Regions from separate parts of the Mus musculus genome. Here region 1 is linked to region 2. The links are chromatin contacts, called in public Hi-C maps. All regions are on one chromosome and are shown on one strand. The core of a region is the stretch at or near the end of the contact, and the rest is flanking DNA. Distances in the headings are between cores, read along the strand shown.

Region 1 (6,933 bases), core at 608-3,107, 330 kb before region 2:
TCCAGGCAGAAAAGAATTAGGATCTTGGCATTCTGTACCCCAGAATCCATAAAACAAAATTTCCAAGTTTAGTTGGAGACTTGCTCATAATTACTTGTCTTACTAGGAAGGTTTATGGATACAGAGTCTAATGTTCTTTGTTGTGACAACCCCTGTGAGCTATGCAACTGTTGGGACTCTTACTCCAACATGATATATTTTAACCATAGTTGTGATACCTTGGGTAGTTAGTAAAAGGAAAGCTAATGTATTCTTTCACTGAGTAAGTGCTACTTTGATACTTTGAGTGCTTGGGACATAGCAGTGAGCAAAGCTGAAAAATGAGCTTGTCCCCAAAGCTTTCCAGCCACCACAGGGAATGTGGTGGTGATCTCAGCATGGCCTTGGGCTATATATTTTTCAACATGAGCAAGACACGTCTATCTCTGTTTCTTCTGTTGTCTATGGATAAAAGAAGGCAGTATTATGTATTTATTTGCTAAAGATGTTATCACAAAGCACTACCACTGGGTTGCTGAAACAAACACCTGCATTCTCTTCTGGTTCTAGAGGCCGGAAGTATGGCATCAAGAACTTTATAGGGTTGGTATTTTTCTAAGACTCATTAGAGGAGGATCTGCCTCAGGCTTTGGGCTATAAATTGTTATTTTCTTTCATCTTCTATCTGTCAATGCTTGTCACTATGTCAAGTGTCCCCTTAACATGAGGATACTAAAATCATGTTGGACTACAACTTAAATCTGATTAAATTAATACAGGGAATGAGGTCTATGAGGACTCAGTCTCTGAATAAGATCACATTCTGAGATCCTAGGGGTTAAGACATCATTATTAACATGTGGGTAGGGTACAAATTTTAGCATAACCAAATACCCATCTTTGTGCAAACTGTAGAGATGGCTATGGAGATTCTGACTCTAGTGGGCAGGAAGTGATATTGAAGCCCAGTGGTTATCTCTCAGTCCTGATTCTCCCTCTTATTGACTTTGGTTTAGACCCCTTCATTTTTGTGAGCTCTCAAACAGACATGGAAATGAAAGGGGAGAAAAAATATCTACTTTATACTGTCAAAGGGCCAATTATAGCAAACTATAGTTTTTAGCATATTCTAGGCACTAATGTATGACATTAAAATCTGTGTTACAATATGGATATTAAATGCTTGAGGAATGAATTTATATACAAAAAGTGGTAAGGGAACTAGAATGTTCTAGAAAGACCAACAATATGTTTTATGGTTCATAAGATATTTTCACACACATGAAATTACTCACTTTGATGACTGCTATTTCATAGATGAGAACAGCAAAGCTTTGGAAGGGGCTGTGGAGCCATAGGCCATTAGCATCTCTCAGGAGTCCTTGAAAGGTTGGGGCTTTTTAACCCCTGTCTCTTTCTCCCCTTCCTTCTTTCTTTTGTCATTCTGAGGATTTTTAAGCCCACATACCAAGTGTCCTACAAAATAAACAACCCTGATAAGAAACTGTCCAAAGGAATTTAGACCATCTTTGGACTCTTTGCTGAATAATTAAAACCTTCAATGCACACTCAGGCTTGAATCAGTTTCCTAAATGCCTTCATGCTCTGGAAACTGAGGGGCTTGGCTCTGTGGGGGCCTTTCTGTTTCTTTTCAAACCCAAAGCAATGGACTTGAAAATCTAAATCCAAAAAGCTAACAAAGACCTTATTAATTGTAGCTTCTTTATAAACAGTTTTTTTTCCCTGACTCTTTTTCTCCCTCTCTCTAGGCAACCCTTGCATAAAAATATCCATTCGCCAACTGTTCACCAACTGTTCCCCCTCTTCCTGGCATACCTTGTGCAGCATTCAAAGCTGCCAGAGCGCATGTTTGCTGCAGCACTCCACACTACCCGGGCTTACTGCCACAAGGTCCTGCCACAGGGAAGGCATGTGCAAGGGGAGGAGGTTGTCTGGCAGAGGAAGTCTGGGCTGAGACCAGGGAGGTAATGGGCACATCACAGCTTTAGGGTCCTTGGTGCCTAGCTTGAAGCTCTGTCTTGTTCTAGCTGTGTGCCTATGCTCAGCATATTTCTCTCTCTGAGCTTAACTTTTGTGTCACATAAAAGACAGACAAGAATTCTTATGGAGGGCAAATGAACTCATGTGTGTGCTGGCCCTCATATGGTACTACACAGTACACAATTGGTACACCCAGCTTTCCACTTTCTCAAATGAGCCCATCACCCAGAAAGAGGGAAAAGCAAAGCCACAAACAGAGAAATTCAACAGTGCAAAATATGAGGAAATACTGGAGTGCAAAAGACAGAACATTCAAACTCTACTTTCAGCCTTTGGAAATATATGATGCATTACTGATAAGGACAGGTACCCTGTTTCACGATAGAGCACTCAATGGTGTCCTTCCTTGTCTCATAATTTTGATAGTGTGTTGACTAGTCTTGACCTTGTCTCTTTCCTGTCTCCACTCTACCTTCTGTTAATCACTTTGCTAATCTCTGTCTATGTGATAAACATTAGAGACAATAGCTATGGCAACTGCTTTGATTTAATTGGTTATATAACATGTGGGCATATAGGCACATCACATTATATCCCACAAATGTACAAGTTAAAAACTTAAAGGAAATTAACATGGCACAGTATCGAGTGACTTAGAGAGGGGAAAGGGAGAGATATGGTAGATTTTAGATAGGGAGACCCTTGAGGGCTGGTTAGGAAGCCTAGGTTAGACAACCTCTGCCTTGTAATATGTGGGCAATTCCTTCACTTACTGCAAACCTTTCTCAAGAGCTGTATGTGATCTCAGCCTAAATGAACAGACTCCAGACTGGACCTTCAGGTGTTCCAGGGGATCCAGAGACTCAGATGTGCAAACAGATATTGTGTTCATAGAGAAGAAGTTCAACATAGATGAACTGGCAAAACTCAAGGTAAAAGTGTGTGTGTGTGTGTGTGTGTGTGTGTGTGTGTGTGTGTGTGTGTACAATATCCATATATGTATATTCTGATATTTAGAGAGACAGCCCTTCACATCTGCAGGTTCTTTATTCACATATTTGATCATATTTGATCATCCATTATTTTATACAGACCTTTTTTTTTGCTATTTTCCCAACATTTATATCATACAACGATCATTTACTAAATTAAGATTGCATTAAGCATTATATATAATGCAGAGATAATCAGATATATATGTATATATATATATATATATATATATATATATATATATATATATATATGTAAAATGTGGGCATATAGGCACACACACACACATATATACTATTATGCCCCTAATATAGATACTTAAAGCATCCAATGTTTTAATATTTAAAGGGACTAGAACCAATCTTCCACAGATACAGAGGGGAATTTTATACACAAGTCAGTATATCAAAATTTCTTCTATTTTCCTTTGCTGAAGAAGGGTCCATAGTCCAGAAAATGAAGGAAAATCACAAAAAGGGAATTTATCATCACACACCCTCTCATATACATAATAGTTTTTGCAAAATGCTATGGAAAAATTTCACCCCAGAAATATTTCATAGACCTCTAACTGACTTTTGACCCATGGCCTTCCTGTGTTATGACTTACCCATTTCAACATTTTCTCTAACCAAAGGATTCCTTCCCTCCCACCACACTGAGACATTGGGTACCTACATATTTTCAAGAGTCACTTCTGCAAACCTCCACATTCAATAAACTATCTATGCAAGCGAGCATGTCACAGTTCCATAACAAACAGCACTCAGACAGGAAAGATGTGTTTGCTATCAAAGCTGGGCTCACAGGACATGGGAGTCCATAGGACTTGGATTTAAATATATATACTCACAAGCTCAACCTGCTGTGTCCTCTCAGAGAGTGGCTTGGAAATTATCTAGATAATCACAAGCCACTTACTATTCCTGGCTGGGCTCTTCACAGCACTGAGCTGCAGTTCTGTTGAGAGCATTGAATGTGTATCTAGAGATGGGTTGTCACTGCACCTGCCTGGACTCTGATGATTCCTAATAAGTGTTAGTCATTATGATGATGATTATTTTGATTCTTCAAGGGCATGCACAATATAAATATTGTTGGATTATCACATAGTGGCTGGGTGCTGAACAGAGTGGCCTTAAAGAGGTCTGAGAGTTGGGGAACCAAATAGATATTGATGTGATTATCACACACAGCCAGCTAGACATGGTACATGAAGGAAAAGATTCAGGCGACATGAACATGCACTCCAGGTGAGTCATTCAGGAAAGGCCCAGAAGGCCTCTCTGAAGCAGTGTCATGAAGCCACCTGCACGCCCTTCTCTGTGAGGATTATGGGTAACAGTGTAAACATCACCAAGAAGCCTCATTCTCATTTCTCTCCTGCACATTTGCTAACTTCTTGAAAGCTAAAAATCGTATTCTCAGGCTCTGTTCCACACTTAGCACTTAGTAGGCACTCTACCATTGCCACCACTCAAAGAAGACACATCTTTCAGGATCTTTGGAGTCCTAAGATATTCTGTCTATGTCATTGGCATCAATCCTGAACATTCTACAGCCCAGGCTGCCACCCACACTGCTGCCCATTCTCTCCCCACCCCCCCTTTTATGGTCTCATGGGAAGAGGCACTGCAATTCTGCATTAGCCCCAGGGCAGAACTCAGCTCAGTTGCTGAGCCTCCAAACTCCTATCGCATTACATTTAATACATGTGTGTAATGAATGCCACACACTTTTGGCAGTGCTTCTGTGCACCATGTCATTATAAGCCGTATTGACAGCAAACAAGTCGCATACTCTCCCTGTGAACACTACAGGAAAAAAGAACATGTAATTTTGTTGTTGTTTGTGCATTTTTTTTTCCAAGTCACATTGGACGCCATTTGCTTTTCATTAGAACTATCACGCTGACAGTAAAATCACACATCTCCTCCACGCAAAGGAGACAGCAGGCTGCCTGGATCCCCTGGGAAAGAGTGAGCAGTGGCATGGCCTTTGGGGGTGGGGTGGGGGACAAGGGACAGAAGAGATGAATTCTGGTGCCTCATAGAACTGACGGCCCCTTGTCCTGTAGGGTTTTCTGGTGTCCCTGCGCTCCTCCAACTTCATCCACTTTGAGACTGCTGGTTTCATTCATTTGCCTATTAAATTGTCCATTTCTTCATTCATTTGTCCAGCAACATGCTTCTAATCGCTGCATATTCTTCCCAGAATTAACGGAGGCGAAGACTTGGAATGTTAAAATACAGTGAGATTACATGACAGCCATCCACTACTCGTTCAATTTTTGAAGAAACCCTTTGAGACCAGCGCTATTGATTCTGTTTCACAGCTTTAATAACTGCGCATGTGAAACCTAAAATGACTTGCTTACAGTTACTAAGAAAATGATCCAGATTTGAACCTATGCTCATCCGGTCCTATGAAGTGAACAGGTGAATATTTACCACGTCTGTGATGTCTGGCACTGTCCAGCTTTCTAGCTTTGATGCTGTAATTTATATTTCAAACCCTCATCTTCCTGGCCCCTCCCTGACTTCTTCCTAAGCTCAAAGTTCTGCTCTTTCTTCTCACAAGTCAAACACTTTAAAGGGGAGTTTAATTCTATTCTCCTTAGTTCCTTGTTGGCAAAATCAAGATGATAGTCCTGGGCTGGGGATATAAGTCAATGGCAGTGCTTGCCTAGTGTGTGAAAACCCTGAGGTCAACCTCTAGCATCACAGATAATAGTAAATGATAAAAAGAGATGATAGCAAATATTTCAGAACTGGTGAAGCTTTATGAAGTAGATATGTAAGACAATTGTAAACTTTTCATAAAAGTCGTTATTTTGAGTTGTATTATTCTCTGCCGCAAGGACTCAGATGGCAGTAATGGGGGATGTTCTTGAGAAAGATAGAATGGGATACCCACAGTATGAAAGTCCCTGAATCTTTCCACCCACCAACCCATGTTATGAACCTGCAAGCCCTTTCCAGCTGTGCCCTGTAGATTGATAATAAACAAAGGGAAAAAAAATCACAGTCTTGTTTTGAGTTTACAAACCTCAGGAGAGAGAGGTCAGCTTAAGAGACAGCTGAAGTGAAGCAGACCAAATGCAAATGATAAATGAACTACTGTATAGAAGATGGCTAAGGGTTGATCATATATATCGAGGCAAATTTCTTCGTCTTTCTGAAATTATGTGCTTTTATCTTAAAATAGGAGAAGATAGAATCTGATAGATTTTTATAATAACTTGATGAGCTAATGTAAATAAAAAAAAGAATTGGCGCCTTGCCTTGCTCACAAGTACTCTTCAGTAATTATTCAATGCACAAACTTATTAATATTATAATAGAGTAACACACAGAACACCATAGTGTTAGATGAAACAATGAGCATGGGAGGGGCTGTATTGTTCATTATGGCTTATTTTGATCAGTTATTTTCAAGAGATTGTGATAAGTTAAATATGGCTACCTTTCACAACTTCTTTCTTGAATCTGGGGGTAAGTATCTTACTTGTTTTGACCACAAGCATGTAGGAGAATTGGTTGTCTTATGAGTGTCTGGAGACTTGACCCCAGGAGGTGGCATGTCACCCTACGTCATCATGTAAAGAAGACAATGCTTCCTCCAGGAAAAGATGATGGCACAGAGAGAACAGAGGCCCTGAGCAAATGTGCAGCATCAACTTCTAGACATGAAAGTGAAGATATCCTGAGGGTCAGCTCAGCCTCTCTGGGTTTTTTAGAGCTACATTAATGAGCCCAGGGAGACACATCCAGCAAAACTGCCCTGACAAGTTAATAATATATTGTTGTTTGAGATAACTCTCTCTCTCTCTCTCTCTCTCTCTCTCTCTCTCTCTCTCTCTCTCTCTCTCTCTCGCCTTCTGTCTTTCTTTCTCTCTCTCTCTGTGGGGGCACTTTGTCACATCATGATTTTAGCTTTGCTAAAGAGATTCTTTAGTTA
Region 2 (6,950 bases), core at 3,423-5,922:
TGTTTTGTTTTGTTTTGTTTTGTTTTGTTTTGTTTTGTTTTCCAGGGCAAGGAAATTAACTAGAGAAATTTCTAACAAGAACTGGTTAAGGACTTCATAGTTAGGTAGATCAGCAAGGTTAATCACAGGGGCTCCTAAGCCCAACTGCTAACATTTGAATAGTGATTCAACACTTTAGTGCCTCTGTGGCCCAGAACAATGAGGTAATGTCTCTGTGTCTCCCTTTCCTACTTGAAAAAGTAAGAGATGATGATGACAGTAGGAACTTCATCTGGTTGGTGTGAGCATTAATTATATTCCTTCATGTATCTTTGCACAAAAGGGGACTCCTGTCCTACTCACAGAAGACACAAATGACTATTAGTAAGCAATGGACAAGTATTAGTTGCTAGTACAGTCACTGCTTTCTTAAAGTACTGTTTTTATATTGGCCCCTGAGGTCTTGAGTGAACTCAGTCTCCATCTCAACAAATTCAGTTTGTCAGGTGTCATGCCAAGGCCACTGGCTCATACCTACATCTGCTTCCTATCCATCATCTGTTCTACTCTTTCACTGCAGCTGAGCCCTGCAGACATTTCCTAGGATTTGTTGCTATCCCTGCTTTTCAGCTTGATGCAGGGCTATGTGCTACAAGGCAGGAAAGACAACCCTATCTCTCCCAAGTCTCACCTCTCTTTTGAACCTCTCTCCCCTTACCGTTTCACCTCCCCCAAGCCCCCAGGCTGCCGCACTCTCCTGGGCTCCAGTTCCAACTGGACAGCCTCTCTCTACTCCTGGACTCTGGAGTCACTCTTCCTCTGCCCCCATCAATCAATACCGTCTCACGCACAGGAGCTGCCTCCTGTTGTACCCAATCTCCAAGTGCCTTACTTGATCGCTCCTCGGTCTTACAACTCCCAGTGCTCCTAGTCACCAGCTCATCACGCTGAACTGTCACGCCCTGAAGGCTCAGCGTCAACCCTCACTGTTACAAATGCAGTCTGTGGGGAGAAGCCAAAAGGCAAGAATGAAAGTGGGGCCGATACAAATCAAGGCAGAAAAACAAAATGGAAGACCCTGCAAAGGCCTAGGTGTCACAAATGCCAAAGTTGTCATGATCTCCATCTTTGCACAGTCATGGACATTCTGCTCCTCTCTTCAAGAGGGGAGTTCAGTCCCCAGCTCCCCAGGCAAGACTGAGCCTCCATGATCAGATCAATTCTGGTTATAAGGGAGAGGAAGGGCCTAGGTAAAGACTGTAGAGTCAAGTGTTAACCATATTTTGGTTAATTTAATTACACTGTAAATACTATTGGAGAGCTCTCAGTTTAAGGAATCCCTGTGGGGAATCCTTTTGTTCTGCAAATAATTATTCCCCTAATTTATTTGCTTATGTTTGGATTTTCATATATTGCATTTGTTTATTTATTTACTTATTATTTTTACCCAAGAACAATAGGGACCAACTCAGCTGGGAATGAGCAGTTGCTTTGAATTAGGCACTGTTTGGAATAAACCACAATCAGTTTAGTAAAATTTTGATTATATTAGCCTTGCAAATAGGCTAGCCTAGAGTGAGAAGAAATGTATTCTGGGTAAGCATGGGAGGCTCATGATGCTTGGACGCATGAGATCTGAAAAGACCCTGGAGCTGGCGGGAGTCGTCTAAAATTGCCTGATCCTCGGACAGTGTTTAAAGCCCCTTTGCCTAGTGTAGATCAAATGCAGTTCTGAAAGCTAACATTTGTCTAATGGCAATTTCTCCTCGCTGGTCATGGTCTCACCTGCTGGGCCCTCAGGAAACAAATTTGCTCCCCTCGATCTGCACTGCCTATTTTTAGATGTCTTTGCTCTTAAACCCAACACTCCTAATTTCTTCAGCCTTCCTCCTGCGACACATCTTGAAAGCGGTGGAATAATGAGTTACAGTGTGGACACCAGGTAGAGGAAAACAGAGCCACAAGCACAGCCTCTCTGGAGAGGAAAATACACCGCGGAGCCGATAGACCAGAGCAGATTACGATATTGGAAGGAACTCATTTCCACATTGCTGAATCTTTAGATTCGAAAGTGCTTTGGCATTTCCTAATGGTAAAAGTAATTTGGCAACAGTACAAAACATTTATGATATAGGAAAAAAAAAGTATATCTAAGTCCCCAAGAGGCACTTGCCTCACTGAATTAGATCTGAATCGGAACTGCCCGAAGTCAGTCAGCACGGGAGACTGTGACTTGATTCGCTGAAGGTGGGATCTCTCACCTCTCCTCTGCTCTCCAGAAGAGGGTGCTGTGCAGAGGGCAGGGAGTCTCAGCCTCTTCAGCAGTGGTGAGTTCTGCTGAGTTCCCTTCTAGTCTTTTTCACATGTGTTTTTCTCAATTGCAAAGGCCGCATTTACTCAATTTCCAGATGCACGTTTTATATAACATTTGAAAAAGAAGTGTCATTTGAGCTGAAGTGTGTGCTTAACATAAAAAGACATGAAAGTCCAGAGAATAAAAAAAAAAATCCGTAAAATTACTACCGTTGATAAAACATTTTATAGGCTATTTTTATTTTGCTCATTTTCACTGGGATGATTGTGCTGCAGTTTAATATTAAAATCTCTATTTTTATCTGAACATTATGTTAGTATGATTTTTCCACACGATTACATAAGATTTGGTCACTGCCCTCTTTATTGTTGTTCGCCATTCCACGTACAAGTAATTTTAGGACAAGCATCTCTGCTGGAAAAATGTTTTATATTCCTTACAAAGCATGCCAAGAAATAAAGTCATTGGCTCAAAACATATGAATATTTAAGACCTCACTTCTTCAAATGAAGATCAAGGCATCGTCATTACCAGAGAGTTCTATCAAGTAGGTCAATGCATCACCCAGCCTCACCATTTGCAGACTAGTTAATTGTAGGCAACTAAACTAAAACTGGCCCTGCTAATGGAAACACGTCCAGATCCTCGGCGTGTAAAGAAAGCCTGCAAGGAGCCACACCAAAAAATCTCATTACGAGACCAAGTCTGAGGTGTCCTGGCTGTGGAGCTGACAGGCCAGAGAAGCTTCATAATCAAGGGCTCTCTGGTTTCCCATGCACCTCTTGGTGGGTAGTTTGTGACAGGAGGACCCCCACTGTAGCATGCTCCTTGTGCAGGAGAAAAAATCAGCTCTCCCATGCACCCCCTCCATGGTCAGGCCTTCCTCAAGTTGGTGACAGGGTGGGAAAAGCGGCACTGGCTCTCTGACAGGAAAAAAAAAGACATGCCAGAGTGAGCCCTCATTACTGGAGGTCTCCGATTCTCGTGGAGAAATAATGAGCGTCACCAGAGCTCTGTGGGCTCCTCCAGGATCCTTCAGGAACAAAGCAAGCTGGGTTTGATGAGGCTAATTCAACAGCAGCAGTCTGCTATGGGAGGACAGAGGCTGAAAGACAGGGCTAGAAGGGGTAGGAAGTTTCTTTGGTAGGGGGATGGGGCATTGCTGAAATGTAAGGCAATGTCATACTTCATATCCCTGGTATTCTATCACATGTTAGGCTAACGAATCATCTTACTTTCTAAGGAAACCGTTTGATAGGATGGGCCATTTGGCAGACAGATACACTCTCTACAGACAGTCCTTTCCTCTGTGGTCCACCTTGGAGCCGACCTGCAGCTCTAGCCTTCATTTTCCAGCATACTAAGAATATCCCAAGTCTATGTGTGATGCTTTTTCTCTGCTGGGCTGTTCCTCCATTATCCCAGGGTTGAGAGAGGAAAGCAGTGTTTGCTTAGTTATAGAACAAAGGGGAAGTCAATCCCCCAGGACCAAAGTTAAGCCAGGAGGGGAGGAGGACAGCTGTCAAGCTTCCAGCCCATCTCTAGACAGTAAGGCAAGGTTCCTCCGAGGGCCTCTAGCAGGGTTAGGCCCATCTTGTCCATAGAAGCCTTTTATTAAATCTTTTCTCTGCCTTGCTTGACCCACTCCCTCACTTTTAATTCCCAAGGCCATCTCCCTATTAACTAGATAACCTGAGTCCTTGTCAAATATCCATAATGCCCAGCCATGAGATAACACTCGAGACTTTTTAATGCCCATTTGTCAGATTAGAAGGCTGGATTTTGAAGAACTACCATTCCCAAGGTCACCCCTTTCTTACAAAGCTATCTTGTTTTACAGATCAAGTAATAACTCTTCATTGAGTTGCTGTAGTCGATCTGTAGATGCAGAGAGACTTCCTTGCCCAGTGAAAGGGGAAGAGAAAAAAATCACTCACAATGAGGCAGTGTCTGAGAGCAGAAACCATCTACTTCAGTCCCATTGTTTATTATTCAGCACTGATTTAGTATCCACTGCATCGGGGGGCCTATGCTAGACACCAACGACCTAAAAGATGAGTGAGCATGGCCTCTATGCTTAAGAAGCTTAGAATCTAGAGGTAGGATACAGGACATAGAGGAAAACCATGGGCTCAGATGCAGACCCCTCCCAGCAAGGGATCCAGGAGGTGGTTATCAACAACCATGTTGCCCAGAAGAGACTGACTTGTTCCTGCAGACAAGTAGGATCTCTTGGTTTATGCTGCCTTCCAAGTAGCATGCTGGAGCTTGGGTTGCACTGGTGAATCAATCACACAGCTGACGTCCTTCCCTCAGGCCAGAGCTAATTCATAAGAGATGCTGGAAAGTTAGCCAGAGAGAGGGGAGCGGAGAAAAATTTTCCAGATGGAGAGAGAAGCATATGCAGATCCTGGCAAGCATCAAACAGCATTCTGAGGTGGGGTGTGGTTTCTGTGAGTGTCTGTGGGAGCTGAAACAGCACTGATGAATCGAAAGTCCTGAGGAAGGGGTAGTGGGAAGCATACAGCTGGGTGGGCCACCCAAGAGAAGGACATGGGCTAACAGGCTGTGATAATGGACGCTGGGGATACAGGAGGGCACGCGGAGAGCATTAAATGATGAAAGACTCTAGCTCCGCAGGGAAGATCCATCCTGCAATGCGTAGCTGTCCACTGAACACATGGCACACCATTCTAACAGTGGTCCTCCAGAGGGAAACTCGGCATTCTATGCATGTCTGTAGAGCACCCAGTCCACAGAGCAAAACCAAGGGTGGAAAGGCCTGACCTCACAAAGGATTACACACGCCCTTTCATTGAAACCTCTAAATGGTTTTTCATTCCTTTGGATGGAGCTAATGGTCTTTCACTGAGTCTCTATAGAGGCAAATTCCAGGGCAGTAGAGCCATGATGCCTGACATCACAGCCAACTGTTAATCAAAGGCTTTGAACCAGTTAACTTATTTCCATCTTCTCTTCCCATGCCTAAAATAACTTTCCTTCATCTGTAGGCTTAGGTAAGCTCCCAGCTTTCATAGTATATCTGGTGTCAAGCAGGAGAGAGAGCCCAGCGTATGCACTCTGCAGCTAGTTCCCTGGCAACCACGAAGGAGTCCCCGTACTTATTTGTATATTGTCCTCAAATTCCCCTTGCAGGGCTCAGCAACCTGGCATTTAGTCTACTTGCAGATTTTAGCTGACAATCTGTAGAAATTTCCAGATCATTTGGATGTGGTCCACAGGACATACACATCTTACCACTTATGAAAGGCAAGAGCTACTCATTATGAGTTAATAGAAGTTTCTATGAGATCACGGTCTGGCAGATCTGCCTGAAAAGGGAAAAACCACAAACATCTAGCCCTTCCTCTGTATTGCAAGCTTTTATGGGCATCAGCTCTGTGACAACATATAAGGTTGCCGTTAGGAGGCTGTAGTTGGGGGAATGAATGAGTAAGTGTGGTATGGGTGGGAAAGACTAGAACTGAGCTGAAGAAGGTGGAAAGGGATAAAGAAAAAAAGAGTTTCATCTCAGAGACACTTGAAGTTTGTTTCCTGGTAGGGATCGTAAAGATCTGATATAATGTTATCCTAAGCAAGTATATGTGTCAATATTCATATGCAATCAGTCTTGTGAGTATTGTTCCCAGAGAGGATGGCAGTGGATTAGGCAATGGCTTGTGGATGCTTCTTTAGTCTTTTGACAGATCCCCTCTCCCCGAGCCTGTTTCTTGAGCTCCTCGGTCTTAATTTTTAAGCATTTTTCACTAATTCATTGAGAATTCTATACATGCATGTAATGTATTTCAATCCCCCAACTCCTCCCATATCTACCCTGCACTTCCCTACACCCTCCCACCTTCATGCTCTCCTTTTTCTCCCCTTTCTTCTTTTTCCTGTCCCATAAAGGCTGATTCCTGCTGCCCATATATACTCATGAGTGTGGAGCCATCCACTGAAGCACAGCCAACCTACCAAGGGCCACACATAAAGGAAAACTGACTCTCCCTACCTGAGATGCCTTCAACTGTCAGTTAATCCCCTCAGCCTGGGTGGTAGAGTATAATCCCCTTCAACCTCCCTGCTAGAGTGTTGACTGCCTGAACCTGAGCTGGTCTTTTCCTTGGCTGCTGTAACTTCATAAGCTCTGCTGATCCAGAACACATGGCTGTACTCTGGTCCTCTCTGACCTTTGGCTCTGATAATCTTTCTGCCCCCTCTTTCCCAATGGTCCCTGGGCCTTGAGGCGAAAGGTGTGATACAGGTGTTCTATTGTGGCTAAGCACTCCACACACACATATTCTCTGTCCTTTGACAACGTGTGAGTTTCTGCACTCACCACCATCCACTGCACAAAGAAACTTCTCTGATCAGGTTTGAGGGCGACACTGATGAAATTAATTTAGAGGACAGTTTAAAACCAAGTTTATTTCACAAAATAATAGTAGTAAGTTAACCCACAGAGCCTGTAGAACTTCTCATTCTTTGAGCAACATTCTTACTTCCAACCCTCCCTTGATATTTATAAACAAGGATCTTAATAAAGAGTAGCAGGTTGAATAACTTCTTCTAGGCTATGTAGCCTCTAATCCTATCTTCAAATCAAGGTCTTTCAAGTCCAAGGCCTTTACTTTCTTCTGTCTCTTGTTATCTGCCT

Evidence for each region. A called contact is a pair of places that touch in the nucleus more often than the background predicts.
Region 1: a contact with region 2 is called in a Hi-C map of cortical neurons, with 1.6 times the contacts expected there. The contact joins two enhancer-like sites.

Annotation. Positions count from the first base shown.
Region 1 is chr4:103,876,770-103,883,702 of GRCm38.p6, reverse strand. All of the region lies in intron 1 of Dab1 (disabled 1), which reads right to left. Among named protein-coding and RNA genes, the nearest start is that of Gm36661, 150 kb to the left of the region's middle. Within about 2 kb of position 1,857, at least 26 of the 459 cell types and tissues checked have an H3K27ac peak or open chromatin away from gene starts, as enhancers often do. A contact at or near this core is called in cortical neurons, where this site is marked.
Region 2 is chr4:103,551,128-103,558,077 of GRCm38.p6, reverse strand. No RefSeq gene overlaps it. Among named protein-coding and RNA genes, the nearest start is that of Gm25877, 32 kb to the left of the region's middle. Within about 2 kb of position 4,672, at least 8 of the 459 cell types and tissues checked have an H3K27ac peak or open chromatin away from gene starts, as enhancers often do. A contact at or near this core is called in cortical neurons, where this site is marked.